Regions from separate parts of the Bicyclus anynana genome. Here region 2 is linked to region 1. Evidence: chromatin contacts called from public Hi-C data. All regions are on one chromosome and are shown on one strand. The core of a region is the stretch at or near the end of the contact, and the rest is flanking DNA. Distances in the headings are between cores, read along the strand shown. Region 1 holds the start of LOC112045511 (alpha-mannosidase 2). Region 2 overlaps LOC112045511 (alpha-mannosidase 2).

Region 1 (5,334 bases), core at 1,729-4,228:
ACCTCCAACTTTTCAGTTGTGTGCATTTTTTTTAAGAAGTTAATCACGGGTCTCAAACGGTGAAGGAAAACATCGTGAGGAAACCGGCATACCAGAGAATTTTCGTAATTTTCTGCCATCATTCTTCACATATGAAGTTTGCCAATCCGCATTGGGCCCGCGTGGTGGACTATTGGCCTAACCCCTCTCATTCTGAGAAGATGCTTGAGCTCAGCAGTGAGCCGATTATGGGTTGAAGTGTGTGTGACTGGTTGTAGTAGAAGCAGTAGATCACGCAGGCCAGCACGATCAGCAACAGCGCCAGCAGCCGCGTTGAAGGCAGCCGGCTGCGTATAGTGTAAGTCATTTACTTGGCTTGGGACAGCTGATCGGCGACACGTTGTAGTAGAGGCAGTAGATCACGCAGGCCAGCACGATCAGCAACAGCGCCAGGAGTCGCGTGGAGGGCGGCCGGCAGCGTATAGTACGAGTCACTTACTTGGCTTGGGATAGCTGATCGGCGACACGTTGTAGTAGAAGCAGTAGATCACGCAGGCCAGCACGATCAGCAACAGCGCCAGCAGCCGCGTGGAAGGCAGCCGGCAGCGTAGCTGACGTAGCGCACGCATTTTCTGTTACAACCAGTTGATTACTTGTTATATATAATTAAATATATTAGGACAATAGGCACATCGCCATCTAGCCCCAAAGGAAGTTGAGCTTTTAGAAGTTGAGCAATTTTAGTTTCTGACGAAAACTAATTCGCATAGAAGACTTCGTCGTCTTTACCGATACGCCAATCAGCGTTTTGTGTGATTGTAGACACCTTGCTAGAACTGCAGCGCCGTCACTGGGGGTTTTGAGCGAGCACTGAAGCATCGCCTGATGGAGCCCGAAGCAGAAGCAAAAGAAAGAACAACTCTCTAAGGGCATCTATTCTGAGACTCGGACCTCAGTTTAGAGGACTGTTCAGTAAGGATGTTATGACCTGAATGTATCAGTCCTGACATCCCCGTGACCGTAATTGAAACCCATGTTTGGATGACGTAAGATATCAGAGTGCAAGAAAATGATTCGGTATTATATGAGTAGAATATTTAGGGTATTAAAGGAGCGCGGCAGATGAATGTTAGAGAGGTACCTGGCGTGTTGTTGAGTACCTCCAAATATGGTGGATACGTTTAAGACAACCCATAAAAAAGAAGCTCACAAGAAGAAGAAATAATGAACTAGCATGTCAGATTATGGTAAGGTGCAATAGATAACTGTTAAAAAATAGGACAAGTGTGAGTTGAACTCCTGTGAAGTGGGTTGGTGGGTGAACTTTGTTATCTATATTTTTTTTTTATTTCTGATTTCTAAATATAATTTATTTAATTATTATTTTCCATCTTACCTCCTAAAAGTGACCCTAATTATAATTAGCCTACTCCAATCAATTTTTAAATGAATTGCCCCAGTAGATTTGGCAAAATTTATTGAGACACACAAACACATAAGTGGTTGTATAAGAGGTCAGTTATTGTACTCTGATGTTCAGAACCCTAAAAGTGCACTTTTCAAAATTATGGCGATTTGACCATAACCAAGGGAGTGGAAGGGTTACTGAGTTAAAAAAAATACCGACCGAATTGAGAACCTCCTCCTTTTTGAAGTAGATTTAAAATAACATCCTTCTATTTTTTTTGTCCGGAGCATTGAGTAATTTTAATTATTTTTTTCTTTAAAAGAATATTAAATATGACCAATATTTCTATCTCCCTCCAACTAGTCAGGAAAGACTATATTTTGGATTTGTAATATTAGAAGTGGGTACAACAATAGGTCAATGGGGCAGGGGTTAAACCACGGGTGATCCGTGATCGGTGATGAGTCTGCTTTACTGTTGAACTATTGAGGCTCTATGACATACTTGATACATCATGCCATACATCATGAGTTGAGCTATGACATACTGCCTTTATTACACTAGAAGGGTGTAGTTTTACCGGCTTCCCAAATCAGGACTGAGAATTTTTGAGTAAAAACTTTTTTGAATATTTGATTGCCATTGTTTTTTTTAAACCAGGATTTTGTGATCTGAAGCCAAATTGGCTAACCATGGGACCTACAGAATTTTTTATTAAGACCCCCACTTAATAGAACTATAGCAGTGGGACATATTACCTTTTTCTTTAGAAGTATTATGACATTTTTTATAGACTTTTAACATGTATAATATGGATAAAGAACTCTAATAGAGTCTTAGCTGGTGAAGTAGTTAAAAGCAAAATCATAAAATTGATTTTATGCAGAAAAAAAATACATAGTAAAATTATTTTACAAAATAAAAGTTATCAGTGAACGCACAGCAATAAAAATTAAAGAAAGAAATAATATTTAAAACATTCACACATAAAAATACATAAATACATTCTAAACTAAATTACGACAACCTCACGTGGTATTAACGCAAAAAAAATAATCACGACATTTTGAACAAAAACATACAGCACATACATTGATAAAAATAATAAATAAAAAGTAACAAGTTACATAGATGAATTTCAAAAAGTTGTAATGTATAGTTTAGAGCTAATTTGTCGAAACACGGCAATGTAAACATGATGATAAGAAGACATTCGCAACGGAAAAGTTATAATACCTAAACCACAGTTTGCGTGAATCATAGCTAAAAGTTTTTAATTTAACACACAGAAACAAAAGACATCGCTATTGACTAAAAAAACTACGCGCATCATACGTAAGTGGTTAACGTCTTCCTAAAGTTGTAAACATACAAATAATTACTGAAACTCGGCGTTAAAATCCATTTGTACTTACATTCATTACTCAGCTTTAATCCCACGAGCGGTGACCAGCATTATACGAGTAATCAAAGTCCCAAAACAATCATATAAATACACGTAAATGAAACTATTTGATCTAAAAGTATAACTCGCTCGCAATACAAGCGCATCCAGCCGCGGAACAATACCGATTGCCGATTGGGAGAATTCGTGAGCGAGCACGCTATCTCAAGACAGAGTGACAGACGCATAAATTGACAGTTGTCACATCCACTTCAATATCTACCAATTTCCACCAAGCTGTCATTAAAAACTCATTATTTTATTTTAACCAATATAATATTCGGTAATTGACACGTGTATCATATTTATTAGTATTAAAAATTAAGGTGTTGAAACTAAATTTCTATGTTTGTAAAATCAGAATTAAAGCTTGAATACTACGAAAATAGAAGGAGTACTGATTACTGGCAACATTTGAAAATTGAGCGCGATCCGAATGAGGAATAGTGTCTATTATATAGCGAATAAATATATTTTCAGAACACATGCAAGCATATTTATAATAATATATTCTATACTATTTTTTCTACAAATACATTAACTAATGCTTAATATTATATTAAAAATAATATAATTAGCAATACAATTATTATGTCTGACAGGCTGAAATGACAGAAGTGGTTTACAACAGAACCAACGTTCGGAGCGCGTTCCGAATGCAGCTTCTGAACTTCTGTATCAGTTTTCAGTTTAGTAATTCAGTATCATAATCTGTGGTTTCAATGTTTCATTTCATTTTCATGTTTTATGTTTTCGCATGGTAAGTTTTAGCATTTTCCGGTTATATTCGTAATGCTCACGATAATTTAATTTGCTAAATAAATATTATGTATTAAAATATTGAGCTAACTACGTTTATCCATTTTGTAGTGTTAAGAAAGTTAAAATACTTTCTACAACTATTCAAAACTAAACATCATATAAAAATATATGTCAATCTTTCACTTTTTAACTTTAACTGGAATTGTCGAAATGATGATGGAATGTTTTAATTATTGTATTTATATAAAATGATAATTATAGTTTCTCGTAATACAGATAAGTAATATTTTGTAAAATTTGCAATTGTATGCCCTTCAAGGCGAAAACATTGTACAATCTTTTACCTACTTTTGTCATTTTTACTGGACAAAATACTGACTGTTTGACAGCCAAACATGACACGAAAGACCAGTGTCCAGCTGACCCTCAACCATGTAAACTATCCTGCTCATGGACCCACCAAGAAAACTTCATGTGTCAGAAGTGTGGTGTCAGCCTCTGCATGGTAGGATGCTTCTAAGACTACTACAAACCTGACACATAGACTTAACACCAGATACCCATTTGATAACTTGGACTTGTGAACAAGTGACTTTGGCATAACTAATCCCTAACTAGGGGAGACTAATCCCTTCATTAGTTATTGAACATCAAACATTCAAACTTACAATTACTAACCATATTATACTTATATATAATAATAAAGTCATAAATAATTAGGAAAACATCCAACCACATTATAGTTATTGTTTCTAAAGAATAAATTTATTTATTTGTGTATTTTTAATTTTTTTGACATTTTATTCAATTTACTTGATGTATAAAAATAAGTCTGGTTTTCCTTCTTGACGCTATAACTCCAGAATGCACAAACCGATTTCCACTGTAGATTGCTAACTTAAATCACAAATAATAACATTTGTGGGAGATCAGGGAAACTAAAGACTTTTATTATACTTTAATATTTATTTATTAGATGTACTATGAGATCCTCAAATGCCTCTTAGACTTACAGGTAAAATATACAAAACGGTTGTAAGATGCTGTATGCATCAGAAAAAAGTGGGTGGTAAAAGGGATGGATAGTAGGATAGGTGTAGACATAGGATATGTATGCATGAGGTTGGACAAGAATGGATAAAATAGGGAATGGGAATGAAAATATAAGAGGAAGTATGAAAGTGGCAACTGTGACAGAAAAATTAAGGAGTAAAAGGTTATCTTGGTATGGACATGTATTAGGTATGAAGGTATGAGGTACCAGAAGAATGTTGAAATTGCAGGACGAAGGACAAGAAGAGATGGTTTGAGTGTGTAAGGCAGTGGATGATGAGTTGAGGGTAAAATAGGCGAATGGAGGAGATTGAGATTTATTGCCAACCCGACTGGTCGGATAAGGTAAAAGAGAAGATGATTTATTTAATATAGATATATTTGTATTATATAGTATCTGGATGTACAAAAGGCCTATATCCAGCTATGGATTGATATGATATTATAGGAACAATTAGATTTGTTTATACACCAACTACACATAAGTAGGTTACAGGCACAGAGTAACCAGAGTGAAACTTTACAAGCAACATACTGAAGCCAGTGAAACCTATTAATAAAACAAAACGAACGTCACGCGTCTCCTTGACAATCACTTATACAAACTTTTTTCATAATTTTGAAAGTTAGTATGAAAATTCCTTCATTTTTAGAGTTACAGCTTTTAAAATTTGTTCATAAATCAAAA
Region 2 (5,004 bases), core at 374-2,873, 84 kb before region 1:
TTGCCCGGCAAGTTGCGCTCGGTGATCTCCTCGTACTTGGCGGTGTACTCGGTGTACTCGCCGGGGATCTTGCGGAAGTCGAAGCCGACGCACACGGCGGGGTGCGGGCCGCACGTCGACTTGATCGAGTAGATGTCGAAGGGCATGTTGTGGACTATCATGGAGGGCTCTTCGTGCTCCCAGCCGGTGACCCAGTAGAACTCCTCGATCTGGCGCTGCGCGAGCCACTGCTTCCAGGCGTAGTGGATCCGCTGTATGATGGTGCCCTCCAGCCCGCTCTGCTCCAGAAGGTGCGGCACGGTGGGGCCGTGGCCGAACGGATCTATGGACCAGCCCGTCTTGGGGGCTACCCCCAGGTTAGTCATCACCCAGTTGTGGCCTGAAAGAAAAAATGTTGTAAATAAACAGAATATTTTTTTTTATTGAATGACATGTGAGCCCTTGAGTGCGATCACACCTAATGTTAAGGGACGAGGACAGGGGAGGTGTCGAGACGGTACCTTCAATGAACTGGTCGACGAGAGCGTAGATGTGAGTGCACGCCTCGTCCGGCATGACCCAGCCGCCGGCGGTGATCTCGAGCCGTCCATCAATGACAAGCTTCTTGAAGGACTGTAAAGGACAAACGTAAGATTTAAAAGTCATTCAAGTTATTCGTGACGTCATCTGGCAAATCTAAGATCAACATCACATTAGTAGATGACTTGCACGACTCTGTAGTCTGCGTTGAGCGATTCACTGCGAGTTTCTCGATATAGTTTCGTCAGAATAGGGGGCTAATTCTGAAAATAGCTTCAAAAATTAAATTAAAATAAAGAAGAGTAAAGCTTTCCGCTGGTTTTGACACAGAAGTAGATACGACTCTTAAAAGAAGGTTGCAGTTTATAATAATTATGTTAGCAAAATAAAATATTTTATATATTTTTATTAAAATTTAAAGACCATCCACGGATATCTAACAATGACCCTTATTTAATTTTAATTAGCAAAAGCACGTAAAATGAAAAGAAAGGAGATGTAGAGGCATTACATGGCACGGTTTGTTTGAGTGGCCGCGGTAGTATGCGGGTTAAGGTTGTTCGTCTTATTGTATTTTGTGTTTGTATTTATTAACTAGCGGACCTGGTCAAGCTTCGGTTTCACTTATATGCGCTTCTTTCTTACCTTTACCCTTCCCTACTCAACTATTAATTAAGTAACATTAAAAAAACATCTGGCTGGTAACAACTTTTAATAAACTCGTTACTAACGTTGATTAATGAATAGTTATACAACTTAACAGCCATAATGTCCTACAAATTGCGTGGTACATTATCTCGTTCCCGCTCAGAAATTTAAATTTCCTGGTAGCTCAGTTACCTACCAGAATCGAGAATTTACGTAAAAATAAGTTGATCGTCTCATCGAGATGTAGCTATGAAAAATTCACTTGATAGTAATCAGTTGTAAAAAATGTTCTACAGATACCGGACTATTACAGTTGGCGTAATAGTCCGATAATTACTAAAAGATGCAACAAGTTCTGCGTTGCACGCCATCTGCAACTCCGTTCAGATGTAGCGAAGCTCGAACCGTATCCTGTAAACGAACCACGTTTTAATTGAACAGACTCGTACCGAGACGCGGCCACTTGATTCGTTTCCGTTGTAACATTCATGCTACAGATGGCGCCTGCAGTGCTCGCTCGTCACTGTAGGGCGGGAGCGACAAAACTTTATTGCAAGCTTTATTCGATGCACTTTCTATCTTTACAAGTTTACTTCTGTATTGCAAGTTGTGTAAAGTCGTGAGGATACGTTCAACAACGAGTGATGAAACAAGACTTCCGCGGAATGGAGTAGGGATAATCGTTGTACTCATTTAAATATACTAATAAGGGACTCTTTTATATTAAATCGGGTTGGCGGGTAAGACTGATAATGTTAATTCATTAATATCAATATCTATCCGATCTGCAAAAGACGCTGCTGCAGTCCCATTAATATAGAATCAGATGAAAGCAACAACCCCATGGGGTTATATTACATTAAGGGATTCGCATAGATAGACTTGTCGAGCTACTTCTATCTCTCTTATCTATCTTTCGTAAAGTAGTGCGTGTTGCCAGTGATGAACTACGGATCCGAGACATGACAGGCAAAAGTACAAAAGTCACTGTCATAGCTGAGCTGAGCTGAAAAGGCAATATGTAGGGCACACAGTTTAAAGAGCCGATGGACGTTTGGGTCCCAAGGTGCTGGAATGCCGACCTTGAGAACATCAAGCGGGTTGCAGGAAGCCGCTGTATGCTGGCTGCTCGAGAACGTGGCGTTGGAAGCATTTGCAAGAGGCTTATGCCCAGCAGACGTTTCTGAGCTGTTAATAATGATAATGATGGTAGTAGGTATAGCTTACTTTGCGTTTGACCGGGTGCGCGCGCTCCCACCATGCGTGCAGGAAGGATATCTCCGACCAGATGAAGGTCATGTTGAGGTGCTGGTTCAACTTGTGCACGATATTGTTGATGATGTGGTTGGTCTTGGTCTCGAAGTACTGCTCGAACGTCTTGAGCCAGCCGGGGTCGTTGTGCGAGTGCGGCACCACGATCACCTGGAAGTCACACTTGTGTGAAGAGCCGAATACGAGGATCTGTCGTTTCTGATTTTGACGACCTCTCTGGCGCAGTTGGTAGTGATGTGGTTTTCAACAGCGAGGTCATGGGTTCGATATCCAGCTCGGGTCAGTTTAGGATTTTATATTTCCTAAATTAACTCAGGTCTGGTGGTAGGCGTCGGTCGTGGCTAGTTACCACCCCACCAGCATACACGTACCGCCATCCTCATTTAACAATTTCTGAGATCGCAGTCAACCCTGCTAACTGCACTAGGGGTAGGTAAAACAAGACTACGTGGAGTCAGTGTGCTCAGATGTTGAATTCTATAGAATTCTCATGGTAAATCCTACGGAAGTATATTGTGGTATCTCCTCAAAGACACGTGTCCATTCGGTCACACGAGGAGGAACCTTTAAGCACTCCCGATGGTCAGCGGGGGCCAGGAGCGATGCTCCGCACGCACGACTTCAAACCTGCGCAGTCCTTCCCCTCCCGTCGCCCGCATATCATAGAAGTGTCATCAATGAACTTGCCAAGTATAGCCAGTGTCAGTCTCACCTTGAGCTTCAGGCGTTGGCGATCCATCCGCAGCAGCTCGTAGCGATCCTCGAACTTTTTGTCCCAGAACTCTTTCGACCGCAACCAGCTGGGCTGTGAATAGGAAAACATTTATTTATTTACTTGCTGACTCCCGTGATTCGTCAACGTGCATTTCAGTTTTACAGAAATCCCGCGGAAAGTATAGATTTTTCCGGGATAAAAAGTAGTATTTGAGAAAATACCCTGAAATACACACAAACACTTAAATTTTATTTATATGTAGTATTGATGATGTACATATTGATTGATTACATTGCAATCGGGGATCACATCGAACATCGCGCTGTCATTAACTTCTCGACAGCAACGAAAACCCACTCAAACAATATTAAATGAAATTATAATGCATGGTGGAGGCGGCGGTGAAATGATAATTCTGGCACAATCATGCATCAAAAGTGGCGTGATCAATCTATACAAGACAGAGAATCAATTGAAGACAATTAGCGGTAGAAAATGTTGAAGAACATGATGCCTGTCTCAGTGTTAATCCCAGAACTACGAATTACAAGCATACAACAGATGATATTCGAAGATTAAATTAGTTTTTATGAATGACATAATTCGTTGAAATTTTTGACCAACAACACAAACGACAAAGTTACGGGTAGCCGTTAGTCACTCACAAAGCAAACAAAACTACACGAAATATCAAGTCGGACGCAAATAAGTATATGAATAAGTTTCAGTTAATACTGCTGGCTGTCAGTAGATGGCGCAGGCCGCATATTCACACACGCTAACGTGATTATTTCACAAATCCTTCTTAAACGCCAAATATTTTATTCTACAAGATGAGACAACATTTCTGTACAAACTTTTGAAGCCTTACAACGTTTTATAATAAAAACTAAGGCTAATAGACGAAGGTAATAACTTAACCCTTTAGAAGATGTGGATTAACCTTTTAGAAGACTCCCATATATATACCCATATCCGCGTATGGATATACGTACGTACATGGGAGTCGCCGAATCAGATTAAAATTTAAATTAGTATTGATGTATGACGTAATCCGTAGTGATTATTGTCCAAGAACAAAGGATTTAAATATATTATGGGGCATCATAACGATGGATGATGATGAATTTTGCTAAAACTAAAAATTACTTGACCTATTTGAATATTTGACCTGCGTCTAGGGAAGAAAATATATTATAAAAATAATGTGTGGTTATTGAAACCACGATACGATGCAAGTGAAATTATCATGTAAAATATAAGATTTTAATTTTCATATGCCGAGCGCCGATGATTTAACCCCTACTAATAATGCATACTGTAAGTGTAACCCGACATGCGAAAAATATGATGCGAAATTTCATTCTTATGTCACTGATATGTCGCAAAGCTGAAGTGGCAATAGGCATGGCACATAGTTTGTAGAGCCGATGGACGTTGGGGTCTCAAGGTGTTGGAATGGCGACCCCGCACCGAAGTGCAGAGCTGGTTCACGCATCCCTGGGTGGACGGAGGACATAGAGCGGAATGCAGGGACTGAGACCGTTGTGTTTGCAAGTCCATGCAAGAGGCCTATGTCCAGCCGTGGACGTCCAACGGTTGTTTATGATGATGATGATGATGATGATGATGATCATTAAAAATTTAACTTTAAAAATATTATTCATTGAGACTCTGAACATTTAAAACCTTCTGCCTTCCAAAGCCGCCGCGTTCCAAATTCCATAGTTACCTACCGTATCTTCTGAAGTTGGACTATATGGAATGACAAACTTTTCGCTTCTGAATCTTCTCATGAAGATAGGGCCAGCACGGGTTTAGACTCAGAGACCCCTAGATGGTTAGGACTA

Evidence for each region. Hi-C and Micro-C count contacts between places; a contact is called where the count stands out from the background.
Region 2: a contact with region 1 is called in a Hi-C map of whole body, with 2.4 times the contacts expected there. The contact joins the enhancer-like site here to the promoter of LOC112045511 in region 1. A contact is called at or near these places in 2 of 2 Hi-C or Micro-C datasets (whole body and whole larva).

What each region holds. Positions count from the first base shown.
Region 1 is chrZ:2,243,682-2,249,015 of ilBicAnyn1.1, reverse strand. It overlaps LOC112045511 (alpha-mannosidase 2), which reads right to left and starts at 2,978. Exons shown (of 9, transcript XR_008252282.1): 1 at 2,803-2,978; 2 at 479-611.
Region 2 is chrZ:2,326,745-2,331,748 of ilBicAnyn1.1, reverse strand. It overlaps LOC112045511 (alpha-mannosidase 2), which reads right to left. Exons shown (of 9, transcript XR_008252282.1): 5 at 3,152-3,244; 6 at 2,395-2,589; 7 at 501-612; 8 at 1-379. Among protein-coding and RNA genes, the nearest start is that of LOC112045502, 19 kb to the left of the region's middle. Within about 2 kb of position 1,623, at least 2 of the 8 cell types and tissues checked have open chromatin away from gene starts, as enhancers often do.